Regions from separate parts of the Mus musculus genome. Here region 1 is linked to region 2. The links are chromatin contacts, called in public promoter capture Hi-C maps. All regions are on one chromosome and are shown on one strand. The core of a region is the stretch at or near the end of the contact, and the rest is flanking DNA. Distances in the headings are between cores, read along the strand shown. Region 1 holds the start of Ap1g2 (adaptor protein complex AP-1, gamma 2 subunit). Region 2 has its middle 64 kb from the start of Gm30275.

What was found. Promoter capture Hi-C pulls out the DNA fragments that hold promoters and counts their contacts.
Region 1: a contact with region 2 is called in a promoter capture Hi-C map of pre-B cells, with 3 times the contacts expected there. The contact joins the promoter of Ap1g2 here to the enhancer-like site in region 2. A contact is called at or near these places in 2 of 39 promoter capture datasets (the 3T3-L1 cell line and pre-B cells), 1 of 484 Hi-C or Micro-C datasets (B cells) and 1 of 115 datasets of contacts at active chromatin or transcription factors (large pre-B cells).

Annotation. Positions count from the first base shown.
Region 1 is chr14:55,104,828-55,109,910 of GRCm38.p6, forward strand. Ap1g2 (adaptor protein complex AP-1, gamma 2 subunit) reads right to left here and starts at 1,766. Exons shown (of 22, transcript NM_007455.5): 1 at 1,681-1,766; 2 at 1,098-1,302; 3 at 479-603; 4 at 201-342; 5 at 4-100. The coding sequence starts at 1,301. Jph4 (junctophilin 4) reads right to left here. Exons shown (of 6, transcript NM_177049.5): 5 at 4,459-4,991; 6 at 1,999-3,568. The coding sequence ends at 3,485.
Region 2 is chr14:54,059,680-54,064,457 of GRCm38.p6, forward strand. It overlaps Tcra and Tcrd. Among named protein-coding and RNA genes, the nearest start is that of Gm30275, 64 kb to the right of the region's middle. Within about 2 kb of position 2,137, at least 57 of the 459 cell types and tissues checked have an H3K27ac peak or open chromatin away from gene starts, as enhancers often do. A contact at or near this core is called in pre-B cells, where this site is marked.

The DNA.
Region 1 (5,083 bases), core at 516-3,015, 1.0 Mb after region 2:
TACCATGATGACGCTCACGAAGCAGTTTGGTACAAGGTGGGAGGAAGATGCCGGAGAGCTCAGGGTCCTTCCGGATCATGTGCACTGCAGTCAAAATAGCCTGCAGAAGTCAAGGGCCTCAGAAAGGGCCACCAAGTTAGAGTCCACACCTCTTCCACACGGTGGAACAAGTTCTGGAGAGGTAACCGCCCACATCTCACCTTCTTCCGCACATAGGGACTGGGCTGCAGAAGCAGCTTTTCCACCTCAGGGGCTAGGTCCCGGCACATCTCAGCAGAGCCCATGGTACTCAGAGTACACAGGGCCAGGCCTTGAACTGGCTGGTTCCCTTGGCTCAGGTCACTGTAAGGTTGGAAGGATGGTCAGTCAAGTCTGAGAAAACCAGTTTGTTGCAGTACTGATAGCAGGTAGCCCGCTGGAATTTTGCAGTTCCCCCTCTCCCAGCGCCCTGATTTCAAGTGCCCCAGAACCCTCTCACTTCTTGATGCTGTTGGTGATGAGCAGATGGGAATCGTGCCTCTCATCCAATAGAAGCATGGCCCCAAGGTAGCCCACCCTCTTGTCTGTGAATCTGGGGGAGGCGATCAGTTTCAGGCACTCCATCTATAGGGAAGGAGGCAGACCAGGAGGGCAGTGTGAAACCACAGGGCACTAACTTCCGGGCTACAATCTCCTTTAGGCCAGATTAACTTGTGAGGGATCATATTTCATCACTCTCTCTGTAACCAGAAGCTTAAGTGTGGATCCAGATGACAGCAGGCAGGTTTCAGGGACCTGTGTAGGAGTGGAGTCTGGAAAGGGGATGGGGAGGTGCTGAACGGGGCTGGCAAGAAATCACTAGTAGGGTGATAAAAGGTTCAGAAACTAAAGGATTTAGCTGGGTAGGGCGGGGCATGCCTGAAAGTCCCTACACTGAAACGGAGGCAGGGTTTTCTCGAGTTCCCAGTCCGGGCTATAGAGAACCTGTTTCGAAACAAAAAAACTGGAGGAAAAAAACAAAAACAAAAACAAAAAAACAAAAACCACAGCCTGGGTACAAACACAAAGGGGCGCACTGGCCATCTTCCTCAAAATTTGTAGCCATCCCAGGCCAGTACCTGTCCAAAGTGGGCGGGGTAGCCCAACATGTGGACGTAGAGCAGTTTGGCCAGCTGGCGATGCCTCTGCAGGGGATCCCCATCGCGGAAGGAGGCCCGAATTTGGGCGCACTCCTTCTGGATCACCTCCCGTTCCTGGGCCTGCGTCTTGGCCCCGCGAATCTCTTCGATTAGGTCCTGAAGTCTCAACGAATGCACCACCATCCTGGGGACAGAGCCCGGGAGTTGAAAAGACTTTATTTCAACACGTTCTAGCCGGTTGGATAGAATTGCCTTGTGCCAAGATCTCGAAGGGATTGCGTCCCACCGCCGCCCTAAAACTGTGCCCACTTTTACCTCCCACATGTACCCGGGGGCCACCCTCCCGCCTCGCAAGGACATCCCCACTACGCATGCGTCCTTGCTCCACCCTGTGGCTGTTTCTACTGAGCCTGCGCTACAGACCAGTCTATTTCTCGCTCTTCTTCCCGGACCAGTTTCTCCTCTCTAGTTTTCCTTCTGGTTCTCTGTACTATTCCCTTCGCGAGATTTCTTGCCCCCATTCCCACTTCAGAAGGCACTAGTTTCCCAGTCCCAAGCTCACCTGGCTTCGGTGTCAACTTTGCTCCTCTACCCCCCACCCAGCACTTCCTGGTATGGGACAGAGCTGGGGTTGGTGCTCGGTTCGGGGCCCTTCCCTCTTCCCCGCCTCTATCACGGGACCCCGCCCCTCTAGGGCCTCCCTGCTGAGTCGTCTTGACATTTCTGACCTCTGGCCTGTCTCTGGCACTTTGGTAAAGGAGCCTAGAATTGTTCCATGATTGTGGCTCCCCCAGGGGCCTCACTTTTCATCCACCCCACCAGGTGGCACTCAGAGAGCTTGAGTCAGAAGCCATCGCACCCCAAAGGAGATGACAGTCCCCCCCTTTTTGGAACTTTTTTATTAATATACTTTTTTTTGTTAAATTTCTTTGTTATTTTTTTTTTCCTGCAAGACTTGATGTTGGCGGCACTGTTGTATAACTTCAATCCCAAATTCCATGAAATAGAAATCAGAAGTAAAGATTGAGAAGGAAGGAAGGAAGGGAGGCAGGAGGAAGGCAGGCCAGGGAGTAAACAGAGGTTGACTAGAAAAATAAGAAGAGTGTGTGTGTGGTGGGCATTCCTGGGCAAGGCCATTCCTTGAGGAAGGGATTGATTGGCAGGCAGCTTGCCTCTGCCTCATGCAGGGTAGGAAAGTCCCCCGGGGTTCCACAGTCCCCTCTTGTACAGCTTTCTGTCCCCAGAGGGAAAGTTAGTCCCAGGGATCAGCCATAATCTCAAACAGGCTCTCCCCCCAACTCTCGTCCGGGGTTGACACCCACCTCTGCCCTGCCCTGTGTGGGGCAGCGGCTTCCTCTGATTCCCCGTTAGCTCCCATCTCGCAGGAGTCTACGCGAGGGGTTAGAAACTAGACTTGTGACAGCATCTGCTGCCCTTCAGCCCTCAACGTGTTCGCCCCACAACTGTCAGAGCTGAGGACTGGGGTCCTCGCTTGCTGCAGCGCCTCTAACCCTCTGCAGAAATGTCTTCTTCAGTCCCCTTAGGAATTTAATCAAAGGCCACAAGTGAGTCCAGACCAACCAAATAAATTTTCAGGGGGGCAGAGAAGGGTAGAGAGGTGAGTGGCAGAATCTGAAGAGGGGCGGGCTTGGTTGCACCAGATGGTTTTTCGTTGCTTTTCTCAATACTCTTGGCTTGGCGTGCCATCCTTGGTGGTTGGGAGAGGGACTGGTTGAGGAGGGCAGGAGAGGGAGCACGGGGAGTTTCCTGTTGTTCGCTCCCCTTTTCTCCCTCAGGGAAGATCAAAGTAGGCAAGAACTTAGGTAGGTTCTGGGAGGTAAGAGTGGAGGGTACTTTTCCTGCAGCTTTCCCTTGGGGCCAGTGAGCCCCAAGTGGCTCAGGCAGTGCCTTGTCTGGCCACCCAATCACTTCTTATGCATTTCCTTTCTCCCCTCCACTCAGATTCCAGGAGATTCCTCAGGACACCAAACCCCCACCCTTGGTGAAGTTTTGATTCAAAGAAAAGGTTGGGGAGGACATGGGGGGGGGCAATGGTCTGACTTAGATTTGTGTATCTCAGAGGAGAGAGCAACTCTGAGAGAGAACAGCCCTTCATATGTAAACAATCTAGAGAGAGAAGGGGTCAGGGTGGGAAAGAAAAACCAGGAAGACCAGAGACGGGTCCAGAATAAATGAGACCATCTCAAAGAATAGAGGGAAGGAAGAAGCGAGAGACCAAAAGAAAGGGGCCCCGGAGATAGGGGAAAACACAAGTGGGTGGAGGAGGAGAGAAGAGAAGGCAGGTCGAAGGTCAGAGTGGGTGCAGAGGCAGGCAGCCAGAACCCGAAGGAAGCCAGGATGTTGCCTCAGGTGAGGAGCTGGGAGAACAGGAAGGCCAGGCTGAGGTCCAGCAAGGCCACGGCTCCCACCACCAGGGGGTTGGCAGCTCCCTAAAGAGACAGAGAGTGAAGCAGATTCAGTCCCGGAAGGCAAGCATAGGTCCCACCTCCCTGCTCTGGCTTTATCAGCAAAGCTGAAGGGTCCCAGACACCTCCCCACACAGGTGAGAGCAGAGGAACACACCCTTGTTTCAGGCTCTGAAGGACCTCGCTTCTATGCAGGGCCCTGCCCTCATACTCTGAAGATAGCAGGCAGTGCCTCCACCCACCCACCACCACCACCGCCGCCGCTCTCCCCATCCCTCAGTGTATCATGTGGGCAAGGCAGAAGGTGCCTGGCCTTAGCAGCAGACATTGGCAGCAGCAGCCAGTACTGCAGTAAGGCAGAGGGAGGAAGGGGTGAGGGAGGATGTGGTTGCTAGGAGATGGGAGAAGGCCTGGAATCCAATCAGAGCAGAGGGTTCTGGAGGAAAAACTCCACCTCTCTCGATTTTCTGTCTGCACCCCCCCCCCCTTTCTCAGGAGAGGGAGGGAGAGTGAGGGTTGGGAGGAACAATTTTTTCCTATTTCTGGGCACCAAAGAGAGAAAGTATGGAGGTGGGGGGTGGTGGGGGTGGAGCAGGAAACTGGGGCTGGAAATGATGTGGAAGGAGAACAGGAAAAAGTGCTCTGATTCTACCATTAATTATTAGTTTGTAACTAGGGCCAGGTTACTTAAGTGTTCGAGGTCTGATTCTTAGCTGTCCTCTGGGAGGGCTGGACGCCAAGGTTCGTTTGAGCTGGAAAGTTATCTTTTTTATAAAGTGGATATGGTCCAAGACCGGCCAGGCAGAGAGGAAGCTGGGTGGAAACTGAAGCCCCTCAGGGGATTATACCGAAGTCTGGAGGGATGCTGGGCAGGCGGGGCTTTGAAGAGGACACAAAGGGGAGGGGTATCTCACCGGCTGGGCAGGCCTCTCGGTGGGAGCAGGCTCCTCAACCTCTTCTGTCAGGCACCCAGCATCAGGACCCCTTGAAGACAGGCCCCTCAAAACTGGCGTGGTGACAGGCTCAGACTCTGAGCCTCCTGGGGCCCTCAGTTGGGGCAAGGACTCTTCGTCTTCCCCCTCCTCCTCTCGAAGACTTCCTGAACTGTCACTGCAGCCTCCGAGAAGTGGGGAACCATCTCTTGGTCCTGGACCCTGCACCCCAGCCTCATCCTCAGCCTCATAGCCAGCTAGTTCCTCTGCCTGCTCACCAGGACCCCCCCACTCCTCGGGCCAAGCTTTAGGGCTGGAGAAGGGGCCCCAGTTCCCTCCAGGAGGCAGTGGACTCCGGCAGGCAGGGGCTCGCCAAGGTTGGTGGGAGGAGGCGGGGCTGCTGGGTAGTTCCGGAGAGCCCTCTGAGGGGGTCAGTCCATTCTCGTATACCCCAGGGCTGTCCTCATCCAAAGGCTCTGTGTCAGAACCTCCTGAGTCCTGTCTGGGTCTGCGGCCTGGGCGGGAACAGCTAGGAATCAGTGGGGGCCAGGAGCCAGAGAGGCTGCAGCGCTAGGATTAGCACTGTCCAGGGTTCTGGATACCTCCA
Region 2 (4,778 bases), core at 887-3,386:
GCCAAAGAATTTGCCTTGAGGCTCACAAGATCTTCCAAGTATGTATGCTAAGTTTTTATAATTAACATTTAAAATCAGTTCGGTGAGGGAATCTATTGGGGGGCTCTCCGGCTCCGGGAGGCAGTTCCAAGGTGGCCCAGGTGGGCATCAGTTGATAACAAGAGATCTGAGGAGGCCATGGTTATCATTTTGTTCTACTTCATTGTTCTTAATATCCTATGCCTGTTTCTCCAAAGCTGAGACTGCCTCTGATTCTGATCTTGCCATGAAGAAGAGTCAGGGGACCACTAGATGGCAGCAGATGGTAAGAAATGTAAAGTACGGGCAGGCTCCTGGAGAGCCCGGGCTTGAAGCCCTCCATTTTGCTTTGCATCTTTAATGAGATATGTGAGGAAAATGAGTCCCTTACATGCCAGTTACAGATGCCACAGCATATGGAGAGATGCTGCAAAACAATCTTTCTCTGTTTATTAAACAGGAGGCAGCTACCCAGTCACTCACTGCATCCTGCTGCAGTTGTCCTTTAAGTTGGTGGCTACTATTGTTGACAAGGTAATAACAAGAGAAAGGGGGTGACAGAGTGACAGAGAGGTGTGGACTTGGAGATTACAAGGCATCTCCAAATAGAGGTACAGGGCAAATTACTAGCAAAAGGTGAGAGACCCTGTGTAGCTTTCTGCTGTCACGTTCCTCCCCTGGGGTGTCTGCTGCTCTCTCATCTCCTTGGCAGACCTTGGGGGTTCATTTATCTAGAACCCCTATTACCACTAGACAAGCTCAGTGGTCTGACCTTTCACCACAATCCCCAAATGGGAAAAGGAGCTCTGGGCATTTTAAAGAGCAAACTGTGCTTGCTTCTGTAGCAGACGGAAAAGATATCGCATGACCAGAATGCATTAGGATGCACCTACATATGGGGACTTGCTTTCTAAGCTGTCCAAAACTAAAGTAGGGGTCCACTCCTGCTGGCAGCAGAAACAACACAGCCTGGAAGACACAGCTGTGTGGTGTGTCCCAGGTCTGAAGCCAGACAACTTGGCTGCTTCTTTTCTGTATTTCTATAATTCTTTTTTCTTTCCTTCTCTCTTTCTTTCTTCCTTTCTTTCTTTCCTTCTTTCTTTTTTTCACCATTTACCCAGTACAACAATACCCTATTGAGTTCTTCTAAGCCAGGGTATTTAAAAGCCTTGGGTGGTTTCTGAGAACAGGGTACAAATCTAGGCACCCCTCTTTGGCCTGTTGAGAAACTGGACTGTCCTCCACTAACCACAAAACCCATGGTTACCAGGACTTCTCGGAGTCATTCATTAAAACAGTGATATTGAGGTAAATAATTCAGTCACTTTCCACACAGAGGAACTCGGGCATGGAACTAAGAAACAGCCTCATCTCTCCTGGTCTTCATCCCTTTCCTCTCTTTAGCCCTCCATGGACACCAAGGTGACCTGCCACTGCTTTCCAGTCCCTTGAGAGTGACTCCAGATGCCAAAAACTCTGCCTGTCTGAGTGACCTTAAACAGCCTGTATCCTGTTCATGCCTCATCTGTGATGTGTAACTTGAGGTCCTGGGATTAGATGATGACTGAGTCCTCTTCCAGCTCCTACCATCTTGCAGCTTTGCCTTCCCAAGCTTCTGTCAGCCCTCAAAGGATGGCACACAGAATACAGTTTCCAACAATAGGCCAACTCAGCAGGACCTGGCAACACTTGTTTTCCAGTAGAGAAGAATTGTGGCTGTGGTTGGACTCTTGTTGACATTCTTTGTCCTCTGAAGGAAACAAACCCGGAGGCTTCAGATGTCATTGACACCAACAACAGGGCCTGGGGTGGTCACACCCTTGTGGAAGAAACCTGCCGAGCTGTTCCTGTGGGCTCTGAAGTTGCCTAGTCCAAGACTGAGGATGTTTTAATAACTATTTCTCAAATTTAAAAAAAAGAGCTTTTTATATTCAGCATAGGGGTGTGGGGGGTAAATCAGGTCTCCCAGGAGGGCTCTACTCTCGCCCATAATAGGGGATTGGTTTAGCTCAGCTGCTCCTACAAAGGGTTGAATACAGCAAGCAGCAGTGCAGGCAGCTCCCTGCAGCTCTATGTGAAAATGACTCACAGCGGTTATGAATATCAAGCCTCCTTTGATGTGTTCCCAGACGTGAGGAACAGCCTGGAAGAGGAGGTTGGCTCTGGATGCCTGCTCTGTGGGGTGGTGCACAGAGGCCTGAGCACATCTGGCACTATCCAGAAGCTCCAGGAGAAATTCAGGCTGGGTAATTACCTAGGACTTCCTAGGATACCACAGCTCTGATTCATCATTATGCTCTCTCTGTCTCTGTCTGTCTCTTTGTCTCTCTGTCTCTGTCTCTCTCACACACACACACATGCACAGAGAGACAGAGACAGAGACAGAGACAGAGACAGAGAGAGAATTAGATTCCCCTAGAAACTGCAACCTGTTTCTATACCTTCACCTTTCCCAAGGGGATAACAATTCACATCCATGAATAAAAGTTGTTTTACTGAACACAAAATGAATGTGCCTCCTCACCCAGCATCTGTACCAATTGCTGTAAAGCCATAGACCCTGCCCCAGTCAGCCAAGCGGAAGGAGTTTCCTCTGTAATGGCCATTTCTACACTCTTAGCCTTTCAAGAGGCTGCATGGTACCTTGTTCTTCTAATAGGTTCTCAATGGTGATTGACTACAGTGACTCCAAGTCTTTTCCCCCATTGGCAGCTCATGAGACTGGGTCAATCACACTTAGATATAATAGAAGACAGAGCTGTGGCCACAGCATCCCGGCTTGTAGCAAATGGGTGGGTGAGCCACTACCACTTCATGTCTGTTTCTGGGGAGAATGAATGCATGCAAGGGTTTCTCCCATCTTAGGCCAGGTTCAATAGCATATTCTCTAAGTCTCTGGAAACTTTGGCAGTCTTTATACTTTTAGAAGCAAATAATACTACTGTGTTCTAGTAGATGGTCCCACCCATGCAATGTTGGCAGCACTAAGTAGATTCAGTGGGTAATTTTGAGAGGGACAAAGAGAGGGAGGGAAAGAGAGGGAGGGAGAGAGAGAAAAAGAGAATGAAATTTGAAGGAAACGTGGCAGAGAGAGATGTCAGAGGAACTGAAGAATAGCTGATATGTAAATTTGATCTAACACATTATGTGCATTATGAATATCAGGTAAAATGCATTAAAAAAAAAAGCAATTGTCAAGGGGCATTTAGGGAGGTAATTGATTTAATCCTGTGCTTGCTTATTTTCCTTTTCTGAAATGATGTTTACATTGCAGCTAAGTGGGGCTTTGAGTGAAAATTTCTCGGGAATCCGCAGAGATCTCTGTGCCCTAGGCATGGAAACAAAGCCAGCAGCTCGTTTTCAGGGAGTACTAGCCATGTGTCAGGCACAATGCTTAGAGCCTCCCAGACATCTTCCTCCCTAACGTTCTTGCTCCCTGGGTCAGTGTGTGGGAGCTGGAGGAGGTACTGTGTCTCCACGAGGCAGATAGCAAACCAAAGCCTCAGAAAGGCTAAAACTCTCCTGAGAGTCAACAGCTAAAGTCTCAAAGAAGAACTTGGATTCCAGATTGTTAGATTGCACAGCGTTAGCTCTAACCACTGTGCCATGAGCTATATTCTCATTATCAAGGGCTTATTAAATGTGAGGCACTGGAGTTTTAATAAGGCTTAGCAGAAAAGATTTCACAAAGCTCCTTAACTACACGCTAGAACACAGACAGCTCTCTATGTATACCATTGTGACTGTGCTTGGAGTCTTGTAGACTTGGTATAACTCACGGCGTCTTCTCCCAAGACAAGCACAATGCCCTTGCTTTATCCATCCCCAGTGTTCTTCTATCTCAACTGTCCTGCTCTGAATTCACTCTCTCTGTTGCTCCTTTGCCAAGGTCTTCTACAAAGGAACCTCCAGGACTTGAACTTGATAGCGGCCACATGACTTTAATGAATGCACTGTGTCATAGTTACCCGGCTACTGAACCAGCCACTCTTCTGTTTCATTTTTAAATTTAGCAGGTTCCTCTTGCCTGTTCCTCTGTCTTTTCAGGGGTACAGTGCAAAAGAGAGCTGAAGGGGTAGAGACCGAGAAGATTTCAAACTTGGAGGTCCAGAGAACCAAATAATAAGTCAACTGAAGAAACAAGGCAGCAGGAAATATGGTAGTATGAGTGTAACTGCACTGCTTTCATGACCTCAGAAGACCAGCGAGGATGTATCTAGCAGATACTGTGTGTGTTCAGGTGAAGCAGAAGTCAAGAAGCAAGCATTGCACTGGTTGCAGATCTTGCCAGGAGCAGAGCAGCTGCCGAGACAACTTCAGCCTTGACGCATACATCCAAGATCTCAGAGGAAGAATAGCTTACACGGTGAGCATCCCCTGGTGACATTGACCCAATTGTAGCCTCTTCCTCCAAGCCTCCAAGGGGAAGGATGGCTTCTTCCTGTTAACAGAATCTTCCCTTCGAAGTCGGGTTAATGACTCTTAAACCCTGAGGGAACCCAAGCTTACTTTGTGATGGACTAGACTCCTTTGCAAACCTAACAATATCCCTTATCTACAAGAGTCTGCATCCTACTTTATTTTTAGCAGATCTGTGCTGGCCGCAGCCAGAGAGTGTCAGAGTAACAATTGTCAGTCAAAATCTCCCTAGGATCCTGAGAGACTGGGAGACCAGATGATCACCTCTAAGTAGACACACACCCCAGCCCCTGCCCCATCAGCACAACATTGAATCCTGAGGCAGCCTGGCCATTTTGCCA